3 separate regions of the Bombyx mori genome follow, and regions 2 and 3 are each linked to region 1. The links are chromatin contacts, called in public Hi-C maps. All regions are on one chromosome and are shown on one strand. Each heading gives the region's core, a stretch centred on a gene start, on an enhancer-like site or on the middle of the called end of the contact. The rest is flanking DNA. Distances are from core to core; before and after follow the strand shown. Region 1 overlaps LOC101738491 (cadherin-86C). Region 2 holds the start of LOC732975 (muscular protein 20). Region 3 has its middle 11 kb from the start of LOC134199829.

Evidence for each region. A called contact is a pair of places that touch in the nucleus more often than the background predicts.
Region 2: a contact with region 1 is called in a Hi-C map of whole pupa, with 4 times the contacts expected there. The contact joins the promoter of LOC732975 here to the enhancer-like site in region 1. A contact is called at or near these places in 5 of 7 Hi-C or Micro-C datasets (middle silk gland, midgut, posterior silk gland and 1 more).
Region 3: a contact with region 1 is called in a Hi-C map of whole pupa, with 4 times the contacts expected there. The contact joins two enhancer-like sites. A contact is called at or near these places in 2 of 7 Hi-C or Micro-C datasets (midgut and whole pupa).

What each region holds. Positions count from the first base shown.
Region 1 is chr12:5,476,552-5,480,043 of ASM3026992v2, forward strand. LOC101738491 (cadherin-86C) reads left to right here. Exons shown (of 15, transcript XM_038014421.2): 15 at 1-848. The coding sequence ends at 406. Among protein-coding and RNA genes, the nearest start is that of LOC134199906, 20 kb to the right of the region's middle. Within about 2 kb of position 1,835, at least 8 of the 8 cell types and tissues checked have open chromatin away from gene starts, as enhancers often do.
Region 2 is chr12:5,584,478-5,587,969 of ASM3026992v2, forward strand. LOC732975 (muscular protein 20) reads left to right here and starts at 1,975. Exons shown (of 4, transcript NM_001046972.1): 1 at 1,975-2,095. The coding sequence starts at 2,072. LOC101738753 (circadian clock-controlled protein daywake) reads right to left here. Exons shown (of 6, transcript XM_004929405.5): 6 at 3,107-3,359. The coding sequence ends at 3,172.
Region 3 is chr12:5,567,546-5,571,037 of ASM3026992v2, forward strand. No RefSeq gene overlaps it. Among protein-coding and RNA genes, the nearest start is that of LOC134199829, 11 kb to the right of the region's middle. Within about 2 kb of position 1,931, at least 1 of the 8 cell types and tissues checked has open chromatin away from gene starts, as enhancers often do.

The DNA of each region.
Region 1 (3,492 bases), core at 585-3,084:
CGGACAACACAACGTTCCAATATTACCTCCAAGACAATCTGTAGAACAGCCGATATACGTGAATCAAGACGACGTCAAAACAAAGGTGATTAACCAAGACATTGCAGAAAGTGCGTTAACTCACAGTATTTCAATATCTACGAACTATGACGAAGATCGAAAAATTTCTTCCGAAGTACATGTATCTAAAGTTAACATTGGAGGAGATTTGGATCTCCAGCCAAGAAATATTACTGCCTTGGACGACAATGACTCTGGGATCGCAATGAACACATTAGTTCAACACGCTGGTAATTTCAAAAGACTACCCATCACTGAGAAAAAAAGCGTTTTTACTATAGCCTATGACGATGTTCAAACCAACAATAAACAACTAAGACCAGATAGCAGCTCCACGTCTTACTGAAGAATAATTGATTTATATTTTATATAATATGATCCTACCAAATGTGATTAGTGCCTTATTGTTACTAAGCTTACCTAAAACTGAGAGAAACGAATACATTCCATTCCGTCCAGTATTTTAGCTGATTAATAATAACAAACTCTTAAAATGTAAATAGTATTATTACATAAATATTTTTAATTAGGGTAATATTTTTGTGAATTCTGTTTAACCTGACTGTCCATATAAGTAATAATAGTTTCTTTGTGTAAATATGATTGTTATTGTAATAAGATTACCATAGTAATATTTATATGTTAAAGATATTGTAGTTTTAATATATTTGTAACAACAACATAATTTTTGTAAATATTTTTTTATCTCTCCTAGTGAACACTGACACAGTCGTTTGATTATTTGTTACAAAACATGAAATTATATATACTTATTTAAAATGGCAAAATGTTTTATTGGTATTTAGTACATAATGCGATAGAATTTTCATTCGACTTTGTTTACTAAAAAAAACAAAGCGTTATGAATATTTGTACTACAGCATTTTAAGTTTAGTTACGCTCTTATTCATAATAAACTGATAGTAAAGGATATGTTGATTGAAATCCAAAATGAATGTTATTATAACCCTGAAAGTGTCAATACCACTTTTTGACAATATTCTTATAATGGTCATTATAACCGGCAATATGTCGTTAAGAATAAGACCGCAAGACAAAGAATAAAAAATGTTAACCAAGCTTGTTGAATTCAATAACACCATTACGAATTTAAAAAAAAATACAAAATAAAACCGACCATTGCAGCTAGTTCTTGGTAAAGTAATTTTTACTTAATAAAAGATAATTTGAAAGGAACAAGGGTTGAGTGTCTCTAATAAAAACTGTGATTCAAATGAAGTGAGTGAGCTTCTTGATAAAAACGATTTGTTTTAAAAAAAAAAACCTTTATAATCTTCCAACAATCATACGAGGTCACCGAGGATCGCGCAAGTGCAAAAATATAGATAAGATTAAAATTGAGTCGTCTATTATCAAAGGCGGCAATCTGTACATTTGGACAAAAAAAAATTATTGATATGTCAATACAGATTTATTTGAATATAATCGTCTCCTTCAAAGAATACGGTTCAAAACCTGCATTAAATAAAGGTTAATAGTTAACCTGTTATTTATCTAAGATGTCGTTCCGAAGAGTTTTGTGACTGCCAATGGAATACAAAGTCAATAATTCGTTTTTCTGATTTACCAATCATTGTCCAAAAGTCAGATTTGATAATAGTCGACTCAATTAAATAACCTCATTTATGAAGTAATATTTCAAACAAATAAAATAAAATACACTTTCGCGACGTGTTTTGTTTGGGCAGTGAGTGCGACGAGGCAGCGTGTGTGCGGTTTCCGAGTGGAAAATCTCGCGGTTCCTTCCTAATACTTTTACAGGTACTAAGATCGCATAGGCAAAAGGAGATCGTAAATAATTTGTCTGTGTCAATGTTGCTTCATCTACTCATCGCTAGATGTCAGTATAAAGCCTTTTTAAGCGTTCAATAGGTGGCGTTAAACACCTTGAAACTTTTCAGACCAAAAATACATTAATTTATTTTTAGTTTGAAAAGTGTACGTGTGCTTGTTTGGAACGTTTTAGTTATATCTTCATGAATTTAAGGCATGATCAAAAGAAGTATTTCTTGTTTTGAAATGAAATTAATGCACAGTTGTTTTACATTTCTGCTTATTTCTATATATAGACCACTAGACCACCAATGGTAAAATTTAGAAAAGAACACAATTTAATAAAAAAAGTTTACTTTCATCTTTTAATAAATACACCTGAGATTGAGCCCTTTGTTCTTTTTTTGTAGTTGGTACATTTTTTAATTGTCTTGTTACAATGGGAATAATTATCTTGAAAGTTAAATCATATCTATCACATGGTAAAAAACGGCAACTCAAAACATTTTTCTTCTTCCTTAAATGGGCGGATGTGCTCACGGCCCAATTGTGGTAACAAAATAAATGCTGCCATCTACCTTGATACATAAATTCTGATTCTCATTTTTATGGACCAACGGTTGTCTTAGCCTTCAAACCGAAAAATACTACTGCAGAAATCACGGCAGAAATAGGCAGGGTGGTGGTATCTACCTGTGCGGACTCACAATACGCCCTACGGAAAGTGATTACGTAAATTTTTAATTTTTCGGAATTAATTTCTATTACGTGGTATTATTTTCTCATCGTGGAAGTTGTTACTGAACATTTAGCACATTTATTTCATTAGGAAAATTGGTACCCGCCTGCGGGATTCGATCACCGGCACAGTCGCATTCCTCGATACGAATGTACTGGGCGTCTTATCCTTTATATCTTTTCCGTCAAAACTTTTTCTTCCTACCTATGCGCTGGTAAGGGCTATTGAAGTTACGCGCGGACGGGTAGGTGATCTCACGGGCTTGATCTGATCGAATTTGATAACATACACATAGACATCTACAACGTAAATACGCCACCCACCTTGAGATATAAGTTCTAAGGTCTCAAGCATAGTTACGACGGCTACTTCAAAACGAAACGCATTACTGCTGCACGGCAGAAATAGGCAGGGTGGGGGTACGTACCCGCGCGGACTCACAAGAGGTCCTACCACCAGTAAGAAGATTCTGAGAAGATTCGGCGAGAAACTCATTGGGTTGTGTCTATGGTTTAGTTCGCACTTCGAACTTTTCGACGAGGACGGCGACCGGTGCTACTTAAAACTGTATCCATGATTTTATTCATTAGGTGTTAGAAATTGTACTATGTGAATTGTTTTTGGTAATGTCAAGGTAATTGCCACACATTTGAACCACTTTGACATTAAATTGCAGAGTTCGTAATCTTTTAGAAATAACATCAACATTATTGACATTGTTATGCAAATAATAATTTTAAGCGTTGTTTCATTTCGTTCGCTTAATCATTCGCATGAACAGTTTTTCATTCCACCCATTTGCAAACGCGAGTCGCGCGTAAAATTATTTCTTTTCACATTCTCATTTTTCATGTCTTACTTTAAGTTTTCTCAATATAAAGATGTTTTTTTTTTCATTT
Region 2 (3,492 bases), core at 725-3,224, 110 kb after region 1:
AGAAATATAAAAATAGGAATATGCATATTGAATACGCAAGGATGAAGTGTATATACTATAGTCATGAAGATTTTCATTCTGGATCGGTATTCGCAATTTAAGACCATTTAAAATTTCAATAGTCTTGATAATAAAATGATCAATGATAAAATCTCTTGTGTCTGTTTTAACAAACAAAAAAAGTTTTGTGGTCAATTCCCAGCTCTTCAGCTATGTCTTAACTACTGATATGCCGATCTTGCTCCACTTTTTCAAAAATGGCATCCATTTTATCCGTAATATGGCAACCAGAGCGACAGAGCAATCTTTGACATCAAAATTTCCGGATTGAAAACGCTTAAACCAAATGTGTGCTACTCTCACAGACATTGCACTAGGTCCATAAACATCGCAAAATTTGTACGCGGCTTGCGTTGCATTTTTACCTTTTTTGTAGTAAAATTTTAAAATGTATCGAATTTATTCATTAGAATCACTTATCTTGACAGTACGAAAAATAAGTAAAAAATTCCACATTTTCCTAAATTGAATTTGGAATTATCTTCTTTAAAATTTAAACTTTTATTGATATTAAAACCAGCCAGATACAGTAGTATAGCCAAAGAGACTTTATTACAAGTTCATACATACTATAAGGATAATAATATGGAATAATGCTTAGGAATCAATAATTTTTTACCGGGTTCAACTAAACATTAATTGCTTTATTATCTAACTATATGCAACGTTGTGATCAAATTGAAACGTTTACTAGAAATTTCTTTACAAAATTTAAAGCCTTTGTGAACAGATCACTACATAGTATAAAACAAAGTCGCTTTCTCTGTCCCTATATGTATGCTTAAATCTTTAAAATTACGCAACGGATTTTGATGCGGTTTTTTTGATAGATAGAGTGATTGAAGAGGAAAGTTTATATGTATAATAACATCCATAAAAATCAATAATAAATTACAGTTTCCGAAGCGAAGCTAGGGCGGGTTGCTAGTTCTACTATATAAAAGCGCCAGCGTGAAGTTTTAACGACGAACATGAAAATGTTTAGCCTCGTTCCAGTTACAAAGCATTTGCTGACTATAAATAACTCGATCTGGTTAAATATCACATCATCGGGTGTCGACTTTTACTTTGCTTTAGTTTCCAAATAAGAATTAGAAATTATCGAATAATTTCATACGTACAATGAATGTCTAGTTGATACCAAAACCTTAAGGATTAAATGTATAATCTTTAGTGCAAAATTATATTTAAAAAATAAATAAACAAGTTAATAGTATAACAGAAATTGGTAACTAGATATAACTACAATTTTCTGCATTAAAGCTTTTTGGTGATAGGTTTTAAATTTAAATATTTACAATTGCTATTTTATTGTGAATTAATTTTCAATTGTCGGTTTTACTTGAGGTGTATTCGTTTTATTGAAAGACAAAGAAATTATATTAAAACATACATAAGATATTTATTTAACCAACAAAACAGCAATAGTAATTTTCGGAAAGTATTTTTATTATTTTTGATTACTTCTTCGAAAGAATGCCTTTTTATTTACATTTTTCGTTGTGAACATTTTCACTATGCACAACTTAGGTTTTCCAACTGAACAAACCTCATAGTTTAAATTTTTTTTGAATAATAAATAATACTAAAAAAATATATTTTCAGCATGATGTTTTTAAAAGTGGACAAATATAAAGAAATACCATAGCACGCGCAAGTAGTTCACAAATTAAGTAGAGCCACCGCAATCCACTCAAACGTCATTTAATTCAGTAGGTACGTACCTACATGTTGCAGACATGAAAGGAATCATTTTAAAATAGCCGAAAGACCACGTAAGGGGATATTTCGGTCGGTATAGTTGCAGGTCTCTGTTTCATCTCGTTCGCGCTCGTATTTACGCCAATAGAGATTTGCTGGTGTATAAAACACGTCATTCTAGTGAGAAGAGCTTATTTTGTGCTCAACTTTGGTGAGAGTGCCATCTAGTGAAAACAGCGCGAAACACCAGTGTGTGTTCATTGTGAATATTATTATATTGTGATAATTTGAAAAATCCTCTTCTATCAAAATGCCCGGACGTCCTATTTGGCAGGTAGGCCATAATACCGATAATCGGTGTCAGTTTTATGTTTTGTTTCCATAAAGTCGAACTAGCTACTATTTCTTTCAATTTATGATTATAGTTGACACTATTATAGTATTATAATCTTCTAGGTTACGAAAATTAATCTTTAAATATATTTTCGTTCATGTAACAAGAAAGTTCTAACATTTTTCTTTGCACAAAAGGTAGCTTAAAGCATAATTTTAAAGATATCTTGAGTATATTCTACTTTATCTGCTACAAATTCGGTTTGATAGTACTTCGCATTAAAAATAAAATAGATTCTAAAATTTTCAATGCTTCTGACTCACTTTTTCAGTATTAAACGTAGGTACCTGAAATAACAGGTGTGATAAACAACGCTCTTCTAAAATTTGCGTTTTGGCAATACGCCAAATCGTATTATTTCACTTCTGTATAATGTTCTGTTATCAAACATTTTTCTAGAATATTATAAATCTGATAATAATATATGCTACATCTTTAAACTACAGCAACAGATACTGCTGATATTATTTTGATAGTAATTAATAAAAACAGAAAACGCGTTCCTCTAATTCTATCTAATTACTATTTCGACAATTTGACAGTTTGGTACACGCAGCGGGTGTATGTATAAACGAATAATTTATAATAATTACCAATCAATGAAATGTTTGCTGTATCTATAATTTTCTACTGTTTTATTTTGTTGTAACCTTGAAAGACGAATAAATACGTTTCATTGCTCAAAAGATAAGTAAATTATTTTATTTTAAGCAGGCGTGGATTAACTTTATTCTCTCTAGCGACATTAGGGGAAAGCGTTTTGTTTATTTGATAAATAAAAACAATCGGTTCAAACGCTATAACGTAATACACTAAAGGAAAAGCAGTGTTTTTCATTCCACGCCAATGTATGTAGATTCAACTAGGTAAATATATTTGAAAATAATATGATAAGAATACTTTTGTAGTATCATTTTAGGATAAAGGTCAGGAGTAAAAAAATAATAGAAAAACTTATTATTATTATATTTACATTCCTATTTTCAAATTAAATAATTTCTAATTTAACTTTATAACTAGAAAGCGTCTTCGAGTTTTTTATTTTTGTTTTTCACGTCGCCGATCAAAAAATTGGCCGGTAAATTGTGGAACAGCGTTTGCGTGAAACCTAATAGAATGTCTTCTATAGTTTTTGATAGGATTGGCCGCAGAGATTCAGAAACAGGCCTCCAGTTCTCGTTAAGATATGCATTGGTGCTTTCCTCTGAAAATATAAAAGTATAATAAAAGGATACGTTATGCTAGAATTATTTAAAAATAAACAACAACACTTCAACAAAAGAACATCAATAGGGATCAGTTTAGTTTAAAAAATAAGTTTAATAGTAATAATTAAT
Region 3 (3,492 bases), core at 681-3,180, 91 kb after region 1:
ATGCATAAAAGATACATTAAATCGATAAAGAAAACATTACACACACTACATACCATGTATTTGAGGCACACACGCATGCATACTATTTATTGTCAAACTTTTATTCTTGACGTTTGTGGTCAAATTGAGAATAGATGAAATATATTGTTTGTCTTTATTATTATTTTTATAGTGTAGCCTTGGCGAAATCTGTGATTATAGAAGTATAAAATACAATAATAATAGTTTACAAACTTACAATTCGAATTAATTATAGTCGAATTTCGACTACTGCGGGACCTTTAGTATGTATAAAAATTCAAGAAAAGTAATGAATTATTGTAATTTCATGTAATAAATCACAACATTATTTCACAAATTCTCCTGTTGTGATTATGGCGTAAAGCTACATATTATTCCATAATTAAAAAAACGTTTCATTTATCTTAGTTCATTAAAAATTATTTTATAATCTAAATTTAACACTCACGATTTATATTTAAAAAAAAATTGCGGGGCGTATCCACAATAAGCTCTATATCGCAATATTTTGATTCCCTGGATGTTTTTAAAAGGAGCCCGAATTATTGGCTGATTAATGATTTTTCAGTCACCTCGGGATTACATTTTTATGTAAAAAAACACGTGTAATATAAAATCAAAACATATTTGATGGGCAAGGGTTTGTTTTGAACGTAGCTTAGTGACATCATTCTTTCTACTTATGGCCGCGAATCACATGTTCCTTAGCGATAAATGATTTTTAAATACACACACATAAACTTCGTACTTGTGACTCAATTTAAAACAGAGATCATTGCGTTGCGTAGATCTCCGTTATCATTCAACAATACGTCCACAGTGATTGTTCTTTACATTCTCACTGAGAAAAGCTGTTGAGTTCCTTAGAACTTCAATAGATTTTAATTAGATTAAACTAGATAACTAGAACTAATTTTTTTTTTTAAATACCTAACTATTGATGCATAATCCTGACGATCTGCTCGTGACTGCCCGTGAACACATGCCACGGATCTGTAATGTTCTATTTTTGTTCTATTTTTAAAGAGTTGTGTACGTAATTTGAAATGACTATGATAGTGTTTTTCACAAACGATGGTTTGTTGTTTTGAAGTTTTATTGATACACAAAATGACAGAAATAACATCAACTTCAACTTTACCTTGTTCTTGTGTAGTTTGTTAATCAGAACAAGCCTCCAAATATTTCGAAAGACTTGTTAAAATTAAAAACTATATTATTAAACTTTGATTATCAATATATTAATACGTGAAGCAGAAACTTTTTACCAAAATTGCACGTACCGAGGAGCTTAAATATTGTCACGCTTATAGAGAATATAGAAAAGGAGTGCAGAATGTTAATATTTTTTTTTAAATATGCTTTTATTAAATCAATAAAAAAACATTACATACACTACCAGTTATTTGACACATCACATATACATACACATACACTCTGTGTTTATTGTCAAACTTTTGTTATTGTTGAAAGTCTATGGTCAAATTGAGAATAGATTAATATTGTAAGTATTTAATATTATTGGTCTTTAATGTACTCTGGGCGAAATCTGTAAGTGTAGAAGTATATTAAATAGTCTTTGACAATAGAACCGTTATAATGTCCAAACTTATAATTTCAATAATTATAGTAGGATTTCGACTACACAGGGACCACTAGTATCATTGAAATATATGTAAATTGTGAAGATACTGAATGGATATGGATAACATCTAGTTAATTTTCAGTAGGTACGATTCTAGTGAATGTCCTTTGTAGGTAGTATCTCTGAAATGTAGATATACGTACATATAATACATTCATAGTTCAACAGTCAACAGACGAAAAAAGCTTTCATTACATTCAACTCACACATATGCAGATCCCCCTCAGTATTTAATCAATCGTCTAGAAAGTTGGAACGATCGATAGACTCGATCGCCATATCGGTATAACACGGGACGAAAGAAGACACATAGCTTCCATATCTTTCTTCTGATGCATCGGTGATTTTGAAATGAGTAGGATTATAAAGGACATTGTCTGAAAGAGCAGGACTCGAGCTGTTCAGGAGGCGTGTGGGCGTGTCTAAGGACACGCCTACGCACTGGGCGTGGTTCATGAGATATTAAAATTAATTCATAATAAAATGTCGTACTTGTATGATACAGTCGAGAAGATTAGCAAATTAGCAGTTTTAATATTTTCGTGGTTAACAACAAACCAGAAACTAAAATTTACACTATCGTTAAAGGCAATCAATAACAATTTTTATTTTATAATAACGTAAACATATTGGATCAGGCAATTAACAATTTGCATTGAATACCTTAATAACAAAATATTGTAACGGTGAAGAAAAACCAGAAAATTTCCTATTGCAGTTTTGTTTACTGACGCTAACCATTGTGCGTATACCTCTTATATGCGAGTTAGCAATTTTTCTAACTAAAACTTAGACTAATAATGGGTCGCGAAATTTATAATATTGTTTTTAAATCTATGCGCTCCGGTATTTGCGTAGCGATTTTGATCTCGCAAATTGTGTTCGCAGATTTTGATTATGTTAATGATGTAATGTATGCCTTAGCTTAATAAGGTTAAAATATCTCTATGAACATTCTATTCTTTGTCAATTGGATAAGAGAATTTCTCAAATTCAACACAAATTTAAGTTTAAATGAATTTTGTAAAACTGCACGAAATCGCACATTCTGTACCTTACCCAATTGTTTTATACTGCACTCACTTCGAACACGTCACTTTAATACAAAGAGATGTCTCAGACGAGCCTGTAAGAATGTTTCTGCGCGAGGCGGAGCCTTAACGCGGTTTCCCACGAAAATTTCCGAGCACAGTCAACCAGAATACAATGCCCTACAGTTTCCGAACAATAGCATGGAAACGATTTCATAGAAAACGTAGTAAGGGGGGTGTGGTAGTTCAAGTGAAAATGGTCGACGTCCGAGAAAATGCATGGAAATAGGGGTTGAAGAGAATCGCCAGGACATCGTTACGTAACGTCAGTTGTACGGAGGCTGTAGAAGGGGATGCACGCGTCTGTTATAGTACCAGGCTAGCATAAACAACAACAACAACGTATTTACAGACGTAAACAAGACGAACTTTGTTGCGGTGCTGTGTGAAGTTACAAGGTATGTAATTTTTTGTTGTTTTTTGTAATTGTCGGATTATCGTTTTTATTTAAGGCATCAACTTGACTGTTAATTTTATTTTATTCACATAAAAAATATCACCTATTTTATAGATTTGTCGGTTTTAGGAACTTTGTTTGGTAAATCAAAGGAAAGAATAAAAATTAAAACTGTCATCTTATGTATTGAAATTGCTGAAAAAATTAAAATCTATTATAATATACTCACTTAAAATACGTATCAATATCCGAATCTATAATAAAAGTACAAGCGAGGTCCAATTTCAGTTTTTGCATCAATTTAATAGTTAATGAATTTGCTGTGAGCAAAAAGTTCT